Regions from separate parts of the Mus musculus genome. Here region 2 is linked to region 1. Evidence: chromatin contacts called from public HiChIP or PLAC-seq data. All regions are on one chromosome and are shown on one strand. The core of a region is the stretch at or near the end of the contact, and the rest is flanking DNA. Distances in the headings are between cores, read along the strand shown.

Region 1 (5,213 bases), core at 1,374-3,873:
CCCAAGAGCACAGGATTGGTTCAATTAGAAAAATGTATTAATATATACCATCCTCATAAATTTAACAGGGTAAACATAGTCTTTTCCAAGTATACCGAGATGGAGTATAGATGGCAAAATTAAACACTCATTCAAAATTAAATACTCAAAGAAATAGAAATATAACTGAAAGCATCTTAGTACAAGCATGTGTTGTATCTTATTTAATAAAGAAATAACAGGCATTTCCACTAAGATTGAGAATAAGGCAAAAATTTCAGCCATCTCCACTATTATTCAACATTATACTAGAAGTCTTGACCATTCCAAACAGTTAAGAGAAATTAGAGTAATAATAAAGAACTTTATCTCTATTTGCAAACAATAGGCAGTATATGTCCCCCTAAAAAAATCGATGATAAAAGGAATTCAAAACAAAATCAGCCTGAATATGTAACAACAATCAGTAGGCCAAATGACAGAAAAAAAATCCCATTTGTAATAACAAGACTAAATAGTAATAAAATAAGCAATGTGTAAATGCACACTGTAGCATTCTTTACGACCATAAAACACTGGAAATCATCTATGTCTATACATACAAAAGTGACTAAACTACATCTAAACCAGGCAAGTTCAACTTTTGACACTGTGAAGTGTTGCCATTCACAAGCTTCATGCTCAAGAACCTTATAGCTAAGTTTAGAAAAAAAGTGTCATGATGTCCTAAGTTTACAGTTTTGTGCTGAGCCACATTTATAGCTACCCGTGGCCCATGTAGCTCACAAGCCATAGGTTGGACATGTCTGAAACCTTGAAACTGCTCACTGAAAAAAAAGTCTGACAAGCTCATTTTGCTACCTCTATCTAAGAAGGAACATAAGAAACTGGGCAGGAAGCATAACTCGGAAACAAGGTAGATGGTTCCTCTACAGGGGCAGTGAGAAAATGGTGGCATGAGGAGTTGGGAGGATGGTGAGGTACTGACACCTCTAGCTACAGTTTTAAAACTAACTCTGACTCTTAGAGTCATAATAATGCTCACATACCCTTGAAAATAATTTTAATGAAAACTATAACTAACAGGGTGAGTAGAAACTGAAAAACAGAAATACTAAGAAGTCAATCTGTGTAGTAGACAGATAACTAAGCAAGCAGAGAAGAAAAGAAAATCAAATGGAGTGGACAGATGGTCACGAAGCAAATGTGTACCCCACACGTGGGAGAAGCAGGAGGGGCAGCACTTCAAGATCAGACTCAGCTGTGCACAGCAGGAGGCTACCTAAAGGTTAAATGAAAATCTGTGTAAAAGGAAAAAAGGAATACAAGAAAATATAGATATTGGGAACTTCATTTCAAACTGTCACAGGGAAGTTATAAGAGAGGAAAATGCTAACACAAACCCTGTGAGGTTGACCTGGAATCAAACTTTTAATATGTCTGCATATACGGGCGTTAGGTTCTCTCTGTACTGAGGAGTCTAGAAAGACTAAGTATACTTGCGCCCTAAGTCTTGGTCTCTAAACAGCATTCTCCAATGAAAAGAATAAAGATTCGGGGACAAACATTTCACTCTAAGGATGAGTCAAGAAAAACAGAAGAGACTACAATATCATCTAGTCAGAAAAATAAGGAAAATTTCCAAAAAGAATGGGAACACATCCAAAGAAAACAGGTGTGAGCTGAAGGAGCCACTAGTTGCTAAAGTTGGCTTAAATTGAGTAACAGCAACAAAACAGCATTTAAGGAAACAGACTAACAGGAGCCAGCCCTTAACAACATTCGCAAATAAATAAGTAAATGGGGAAAAGACCCTCGGAACTGAAAATACGAACGGAAGCAGATGGTGAGATGGCACAATGGGTTTAAAGCCTTGCTGTGCAAACCTGAGGTCCAACCCCAGCACCCACATAAAAAGCTGGGCATGGTCATGTTGCGTTGGGGAGGCAAGGATTGCTGAAGCGTCCTGGCCTCCAGGCCAGCTTCAAGCTCAATAAGTAGGAATCAGTCGCAAAGGGATGAAGTGGAGAGTGGGTGAGCAGAGCTCTGAAAGCCTCCTCTGGGGGTTCTGAGAATGCACAGCAAGCTGGCACCCAACTGTGCTCATACACCATCCATCCAATGATACAACTGGCGGGCGGAGGCACCAGTTCCTCAAGTCTGAGGCCAGTTTTGGCTACATCTTGAGTTTCTGGGATACACAGTGAGACTTTTATCTTCAAAGGGGGTCGCAGATTGAGAAAGAGAACGGGAAACAGGATCATCAGGTTAACACCACAAACATTGCAGACCACACCCACTTGATAGATGCTAAAATTAGAAGGCCAATTTTTGAGAAAAAATGGATCAAGGTTGGTTTTCCAGATTTTCCCACAATATACTTACCAACTAAAAGAAAAAAAAAAAAACAGTAACTTCAGAGTGGAAAAATTCAGCATTCAAACTCAAAGAGACCAAGGAACTATGACAAATGAGATATATTGTTTTCGTGGTATTCTTGCTAAAAATGTGTGGGCCTGAACTAATCATGAAAGCAAAATAAACACAAATGAAGAGACCGTCTGGGGTGACGTGACTATGAAGAGCCTCCAGAGGCTCATAGATTTGAATGTCTAGTCATCAGGGAGCTGCACTATTGGAGAAGACTTGGGAGGTGTGGCCTTGTTGGAGGAAGTGTTTCACTGGGTTTGGGTTTCAAAGGCCCATGCCAGACCCAGTATGCATGCACACACATGAGCATGTGTGCGCCTGAGCATGTTCTCTCCCCCCACAGAACTCCGAGCTACCTCTCCAGCACCCTATCCACCTGAGTGCTGCCATGCCCCCCGCCCCCGTGATGATAATGACCTCCCTGTGAAGCTGAAGCAAGGCCACAATTAATGCTTTCTTTTATTTATAGATGGATGAATAGATGCCTTTGTCACAGTGTCTCTTCATAGCAATAGAACAGTCACTAAGGCACAGTCTATAAACTATCTGATTATACTTGTCAAAAAGTATAATTTTCATGACAAACAAAGGAAATTTACAGAGTAGAAAAGACTATGGAAGCTGGACATAGTGGCACACACCATTAATCACAGCATTCGGGAGGCAGAGGTAGGGACATCTCAGTGAGTTTGAGACCAGCCTGATCTACTAAGTGAGTTTCAGGACAGTTAGAGCTATATATTGAGACCCTACCTCAAAAAGGAAAGGAAAGGGGAAAGGGGAAAGGGGAAAGGAAGAGGAGAAAAGTATGGAACCGGAACTAAATTCAGTGCAGGTTCCTTCCTAGACAGGATCCTATAATTGAAAAATAGTAGTTAAAAATTTAGGCTAATTTCAACAAGGGTAGCTTATCAATAATGTTATACTAATGTTGATTATTTGCTCTTGATAATTACAGTTATGTAAGACATTAGCAATAAGGGGAACAGGGTGAGCAATATAAGAAATTCATTTTACAACTGTTAAAGAACCTAAAATTAGAACAAGGGCTTTAAATAATAAGCATTTCTAAGCAGAAGTGGAGAAGTTGCCTTGAGCTAGAAGGGGAAATTTCTTCCGCTGAGATCGGACTGGAAAGAAAAGGCCTACAGATGGAAAGTGAAAGACAGCTCAGGCCCTCATTTCTCTTATCTTCTCTCTGGTGAGAAGGGAGTAACTGTCTCCAAGATCAAACAGTAGCAATTAGGAAACTATGAGACAACTAAATAAATGATCAAGGCAGACAGAGGCTACAACATATCTGAGAATTGCAGAGATATTAAATCCATGCAATTTTACCTGTCCCATTCTATTCCATGCTTATTTTTTAAAGTTATGTTTATCCGTAACTTAGATGACTAATACACATATGTGGGCATGAGACCTAAAAAGCCATGTTCGTGGGGATGGAGAGATGGCTCAGCTGTTAAGAGCACACACTGCTCTTGTAGAGGACCTAAGTTTGGTTTCCAGCACCCATTTCAGGTCGCTCACAACCACCTGTAACCCTGTTCCAGAGGAACTTAGCACCTCTGACCTCTGTAGACTCAGACCCAGACACACACACACACACACACACACAAGCACACACATGCACACACTTTAAAAAAAAATAATAAAGTTAATGAGACAGGCATAGTGGTGCAGGCCTTTAATACCAGGAATCAATAGGCAGAATTAGGCAGATCGCTGAGTTCAAGGCAAGCCTGGTCTCCATAGCAAGTTCTAGGAAAGCGAGGGCAAAACAGAGAAACTTATCTTGCAAAACAAAAAAAGTTAGGGACTTGTAATTTGTGCTGTGTGTGTGTCTGTGTCTGCAGACATATACATATATACATACACATGACAGGCAGGATGATTATTTAAGCCTCAAACCTTACCAGTTTAAGGCTAATGAGTGCCTGTCTGTCTGTCTCTCCCTCTCCCTCCCCCCCGCCCCCACACTAAGCCATCCATTTTCTGCTAGAGGCATATCTCAAGTGGTAGTCTGTAGTGCTCTGAATTAGCAAGGCCATGAAGTAAAGCCTACCCACTCTCACAAAAAAAGATACACCTTTTCTGAACTTTATAGAAGGGTAACTCTTTTTTCTTTTCTTTCTTTTTGTTTTTTCCTGATAAGTTTTTCTCTGTGTAGCCCTGGCTGTCCCCGAACTCACTCTGTAGACCAGGCTGGCCTCAATCTGAGAGATCTGCCTGCCTCTGCCTTCTGAGTGCTAGAATTAAGGCATGCCATTGCCTGGCTAAATTTAGCCATTTTTTAATACTGTCTTTCAAACAGAGTAACAAATTACTACTACAAATTACCAATAATTTTCAGGCCCTCATAGGCCAGTTATATCATAGGCCAAATATCTTACATTATATCTCAGGCTTATTCTCTATAACCAGGTAGAGGTATTCATTAGTTAATAAACTACTAATTACCAGTAATATATATAAATAAATGAGTGCCTGAGCTGTCTTTCACTTTCCATCTGTAGGCCTTTTCCTTCCAGTCCCATCTCAGGGGAAAAAATTTTCCCTTCTAGCTCAAGGCAACTTCTCCACTTCTGCTTAGAAATGCTTATTATTTAAAGCCCTTGTTCTAATTTTAGGTTCTTTAACAGTTGCAAAATGAATATATATATATTCATTTTGTGTGTGTGTGTGTGTGTATATATATATATATACACACACACACATATACACATATATTTCAAGTTTATAAGTCAATTACAATGACTTGAGATTCATTAGCTTTTACTAAATAAAAATCACTTGATTTC
Region 2 (4,971 bases), core at 1,248-3,747, 270 kb after region 1:
TTTATGGTTTTGGGATGTGGTAAAATGATTCTTGTATTTTCTCAAGATAGTTGCAGTATGCTCTTGTTCTCTGTTAGATCTCCAAAGCTAGATAGATTTAAATAGGTAGCTTCCTCATCTACTGTTCCAGTTACTGTCTCTTAAGGCCCAAACCAGGTAATTTCCCATTAGAAATTCTAGTAGTAGTGAATCTTTTCACTGGTTACTGGAAACCCAACCCTTCTAGAGAAGTCAGAGTATACTCACCTCAGACTTTCTGTTGTTACAGTTCATGTCACAGTGTGAATTTAGAAGACATGAACAGTTTCCCTTGTAGTCACTTACTGTCACCCCCTCCCCCTGCTCCTTGTATAATGCAGTGTTGTGCAGTGCAGGAAGGTTTTAGGAAGCCTTGCTTCTTGCAGCAGAAGAAAAAGAGAGCTCAGAGGAGACTCAGTGAGACCCTCTAAAAGCTGTCAACTGTCAACGAGACAGTGTTGATCAATGCTGTATACCTGAATGCAAAGTTTCTACTAATGGTATTGAAACAGATAGTAGTAATTTTAGTGTATTTTTAAAATGTGTTTACTATATATTTGTATAATATATCCAAATATTATTACTTCTGCATTTAAGCTAAGAAAACTTATTGAGGTAGTGTTATTTTAATATTAATCTTTGAGTTCCTGTGCATATTTTATCCTTTACACAGTAGTGTCACTTCCTTGCTTCCCTCCCTTCCTTCTCTTTTTCCTCCCTCTTTGGCATGTAGCTTAGATTGGCCTTGAGTCCCCTGGGTAACAAAAGCCGGTTTCAGACGCTTCATTCTTCATCCTTTTGCCCTGTTGGGGCCGTAGACAGTTGCACCGTCCCAGGGGCCCAGAGGTGAGTCTGGTCAGGTTGTAATAGCAGGTGCTCGCTATCTACTGGCCCCTCCACTAGACAGTGCTTATGCTCCAGATAAGCAACTCTCTCTTTTATGTAACATTACATGACTCCCTAAGAAACCACCTTTGAGTAAATGTTTGATTATCTTGTAGGTTAGGGTGGTAGCTCAGAAGGTTTCTGTGGTTAATTTTGTGAAGGTAAATATACTGTAATACATGTTTATTATACAGATGATGACATTATTGAAGAGGTGGTGGGGTCTGGGAAGAAACTTGCTTCCTCAGTCAAGAGTTAACTAGTGGTAAACTTGGGCTGAGTTTTCTTCTTTTAAGTGTTTCACTTTAAATCAAAGAGAAATGAATTCCTTTTTGATCTTACTCTACATATTAAGACATTTATTGTTAGCATCTGTTTTACTGCTAGATCTTTAAAGTTTTGTATTTTTTTCTCAGGGTTGTACTCACTACAGGTCTGCTTGTGGTATTCTCACAATAGTCTGAATGTTTCCTGAATAGAATTAGAAATCTGTTTTAATTTACTAAAATTAAAACAGTCTTATAGCTCAAGGTGGCCTGGAATTTACTATGTAGGTGAAGATGGTCTTCGACTCCTTATCCTTGTGTCTTTAAGGAGTGCTGCCCTAACTGCTTAAGGGAAGCTATCTCCTGTCTCACCCATACTTTTCAGGCACAGAAAAAGAGGTAAAGTAGAATAAATGGGAAAATGGAAGCCAAGAGTTCTCTTTTACTTTGTTTATAGAATCAGAAGACCATGTGAGGGTCTGTTGTGCCCTCCCAGGTGTTCCTGTCCTGTCTCTCAGCGTAACCTTGTCTGTCCTGGAACTACAGTGTATGCCAGGCTACTGTGGAACTCAGAGATCTACTTGCCTCCCTCCTGAGTGCAGGGATTAAAGGTGTGCACCACCATTCGTAGCTTTACCTGGCATAGTGCGTCTGTTTAAATGAAGGAAAGAGGACTTGTTTTTTCACTGCTGTGACAGAATACTCAAGAAAACCAAGGAAGACAAGATTTATTTTGGCTCATCATTTAAGAATGGATACAAGTTTGTCATGGTGTAGAAGGCATGGCAGCAGGAACTTGGGGTGTCTGGTTGTGCCATGTAACCTAGAGGGCTTTGCATTTTATTGAGCAGGGGGTCCTGCATATCTGGGCCTGTCTGGCTGCTTCATAGGGTAGCAGGCACACTGTTGCTGACTACTGCCACCTTTGCAGAGCTGTAGAAGGGTTGTGTTAACTCACTGAGTGTGTCCTAGTTTCCTTCTACCTCTTGCACTGTTAGGATGATGTTCCACATTGTAAGTAATTTCTGCCTCAGAAAGCAGCTCCAGCAGTCACTAAAGGAGGACTCCCAGTTGCTATGAGAACCTTAGGCAACGACTATGTAACAGAATGTCTCACCCTAAAAAACTAAAAAAGAAGATTTATTACTTATTTGTGTGCCTGTGAATGCCAGGAGAGGGTATCCAGTCTCCTGGAACTGGAATGGTTGTGAGCCACCTGATGTGAGTGTTGGGATTTGAACTCAGGTCCTGTGGAAGAGCACAAGGGCTCTCAACAGCGGAGCTATCTTCTCAGCCTCAGCAGTTCTTTTGATGCCACTTTTCCTTCTGCTACCCAGGAAGCAGTGATTGCTCAAGTTCACCTCAAACTGTGTAAAACGCATTACCTGTTTATTGTCTCTGTGCGTGTGTTTTCTCTGGGCCAGAGTCTAACTCCGAACCACTCACGAGTCACATTTATTTGCTGCTGTATTAGCAACTTCCTATTGCTGTGATAAAACACCACAGCAACTGACTGAAAAGTGTTTGTTTGGGCTCAGAGTTCCAGAGCATAGGGTTTCCTTCACAGTCATGGTGGGGCAGCATGGCAGCAGGCAGGCGTGGCTGCTGCAGTTGGAGCTTTTATAACTTGGGCCACAAGCATGAGACAGAAAGTGGCCTGAGGATGGTGTGAGTTTTTTAAGCCCCAGAATCCCGCCCCCAGAGACATAACTTCTTTTAACAAAGCCACAACTCACTTCCCCAAACAGTACCAGCAACTGGGACCAGGTATCTAAAAAGCTGAGAATATGGGGGACATTTCATTCGAATCACCAGTGTCCTTAATTTTCTTCAGTCTGAAACATTTCTAAAATTCTTGCCTTTTATTATTACTTTGGAAAAGTACTGGTTGTGTTGAATACCTCCAGTTTTTGTTTAATGTTTTGGTGACAATTGTTGGGTAAGAGTACTACAGAAATGCTGTTGTGACTCTTACTGGATGGCACACAGTGTCAGTATGCCCATTCATCTGGTGAGACCAGCACTGGTAAGCTGATGTTAGGCTTTGTACCAGTTGCATGCTAACCTTGCAATTAAGTGTCCTATGGGGAAGGTATCTTGTGATTATGTTAATTACCTTATTTTCATCATGCTTTTAGTTTCTAATTTCAAATTCTGGTGATAATTTGTATCTGAATGAATATTATTACTTTGGTGTTTGGCCAGTGTTATTTTCTGTTTCTTTTCTTTCTTCTGTAAGGAAGAGCTATCTCCTCTGAGGTATGTACTTTAAGTGTATCAAAATAGACTCATGAATATTTTCTCTATCCTGTAGACTCAGATTTTATTCTCTGGATTTCATCTATTTCTTTCTCTTCCTTTGGTGCTTTGGTCATCTGAGGTTTGGTCCTCAGGACTCTCTCAATCTTTCATCTTGTCTCAATCACTTTTTGAGGACAGATTATAGCAGCAGCATCAGTTGTCCCAGGCTTATCTTGTCCCTTTTTTTCTTCCCTAGCCTTCAATTTGGCCATCTCACCAAGGAGTTATTTGTTTATTTTTACTGTGGGTTGAGTTTTTTCCATTTTTTTCTCCATTAGCATCTTTAAAAACGTTTGTGTTAGAATGACTTTGGATGGCACAGACATATGACCCTGCTGTAGGAATACTAGTGCATAGCCAGTGGTTGTCTTGTGATAGACTTTGTCTCCCAGCAGGTTCACTCATTTAGTCATGGATGAGTTTTACACCTTAACATTGCTCACATGTTACTCCATGGAAACAACTGATATTTTTCTTTGGTTTTGTTCTGTGTTTGGTAATAACAATTTAAAAAGCTCTTCTAAAAGTTTCCTTCTAATATCACATAGTATAGAAATGTTTATAGCTCTTTATTTATCTTTATTTATTTATTTATTTATTTATGATGTTATGATAGTTTCAGTTTTTCAATAAAGTTTAAACTGCTTCTACGTTCTTCTAGTTCACTTCCATGTCAGAGATGGCTTACTCTCTAGAATACATTTGTCTGTCTGTCTGTCTGTCTGTCTGTCTGTCTGCTTGCCTGCCTGCCTTTGTGTGTGGTTTGGGATGGTGTGAGCTATATTTATATGATGCATGCACATGAGTATGCAGGTGTATATGCCTGTGCACGGGTATGTGGAAGTTGGAGGAAGTCTTTGAGTGCCTCCCTTTTTGGCTCTTTGCGGTATTATGTTGACCCAAGGTCTCTCCGTAAGCCAAAAGTTTGGCATTCCAGCTAGGCTGACTGGCTAGTAAGCTCCTGCTTCCTCCTTCCAGTGGTCTAGCTGAGGTCCTCATGTTTGCACAGCAAGTGTTCTTTCTGTGAGCCGGCTCCCAAGTCCTGCAGTGCATTTTACATCAGGCTTCACAGTGCCTACAGTAGATTTCATTTTTCGTCCTGCTGCTTTGGTTTTTAAAGCAATGTTTGTTCTCAATTTATTTCCTATCTCTGTTGTAAACTGCAGCTTGAAATTTGCAACGCCTGGAAAGTTGGAAACAAGGAAAACATCATGGAGCATGGTTTATAAGCTACAGCTTCCCAGACATTGTGCTTTTAGCTAAGCAAGGCATTAACTAGTGCCCCCTTGTACTTGGGCTGTGTCAGTTTGCTTCACAAAATTCATCCATACTTCCCATTAATTTATCCCAGTTTTATTTCTAAGTATTTTCCCATGGTCAGCCATGGCAGAGTCAACCTCAACTCCGAATGGGCACAAACACACAGATGTTCCTGGCTGCAGCCAGAGAGTAGTGTACTTGCTCACTTCTCCAGGCGTTCTTGATGTGTTCTGAAGCTGGA

Evidence for each region. HiChIP or PLAC-seq counts read pairs in DNA pulled down with a chosen protein or histone mark.
Region 2: an H3K4me3 HiChIP or PLAC-seq map of bone marrow-derived macrophages shows a contact between it and region 1, with 3 times the contacts expected there. The contact joins two enhancer-like sites. A contact is called at or near these places in 2 of 484 Hi-C or Micro-C datasets (pre-B cells and regulatory T cells), 13 of 115 datasets of contacts at active chromatin or transcription factors (the 230-238 cell line, bone marrow-derived macrophages, effector CD8 T cells and 7 more) and 3 of 9 other capture datasets (adipose tissue, liver and macrophages).

The regions. Positions count from the first base shown.
Region 1 is chr3:84,567,103-84,572,315 of GRCm38.p6, forward strand. The region is part of intron 1 of Arfip1 (ADP-ribosylation factor interacting protein 1); the gene reads right to left. Among named protein-coding and RNA genes, the nearest start is that of Gm35410, 13 kb to the right of the region's middle. Within about 2 kb of position 2,624, at least 29 of the 459 cell types and tissues checked have an H3K27ac peak or open chromatin away from gene starts, as enhancers often do. A contact at or near this core is called in bone marrow-derived macrophages, where this site is marked.
Region 2 is chr3:84,835,319-84,840,289 of GRCm38.p6, forward strand. The region is part of intron 1 of Fbxw7 (F-box and WD-40 domain protein 7); the gene reads left to right. Among named protein-coding and RNA genes, the nearest start is that of Fbxw7, 22 kb to the left of the region's middle. Within about 2 kb of position 2,498, at least 11 of the 459 cell types and tissues checked have an H3K27ac peak or open chromatin away from gene starts, as enhancers often do. A contact at or near this core is called in bone marrow-derived macrophages, where this site is marked.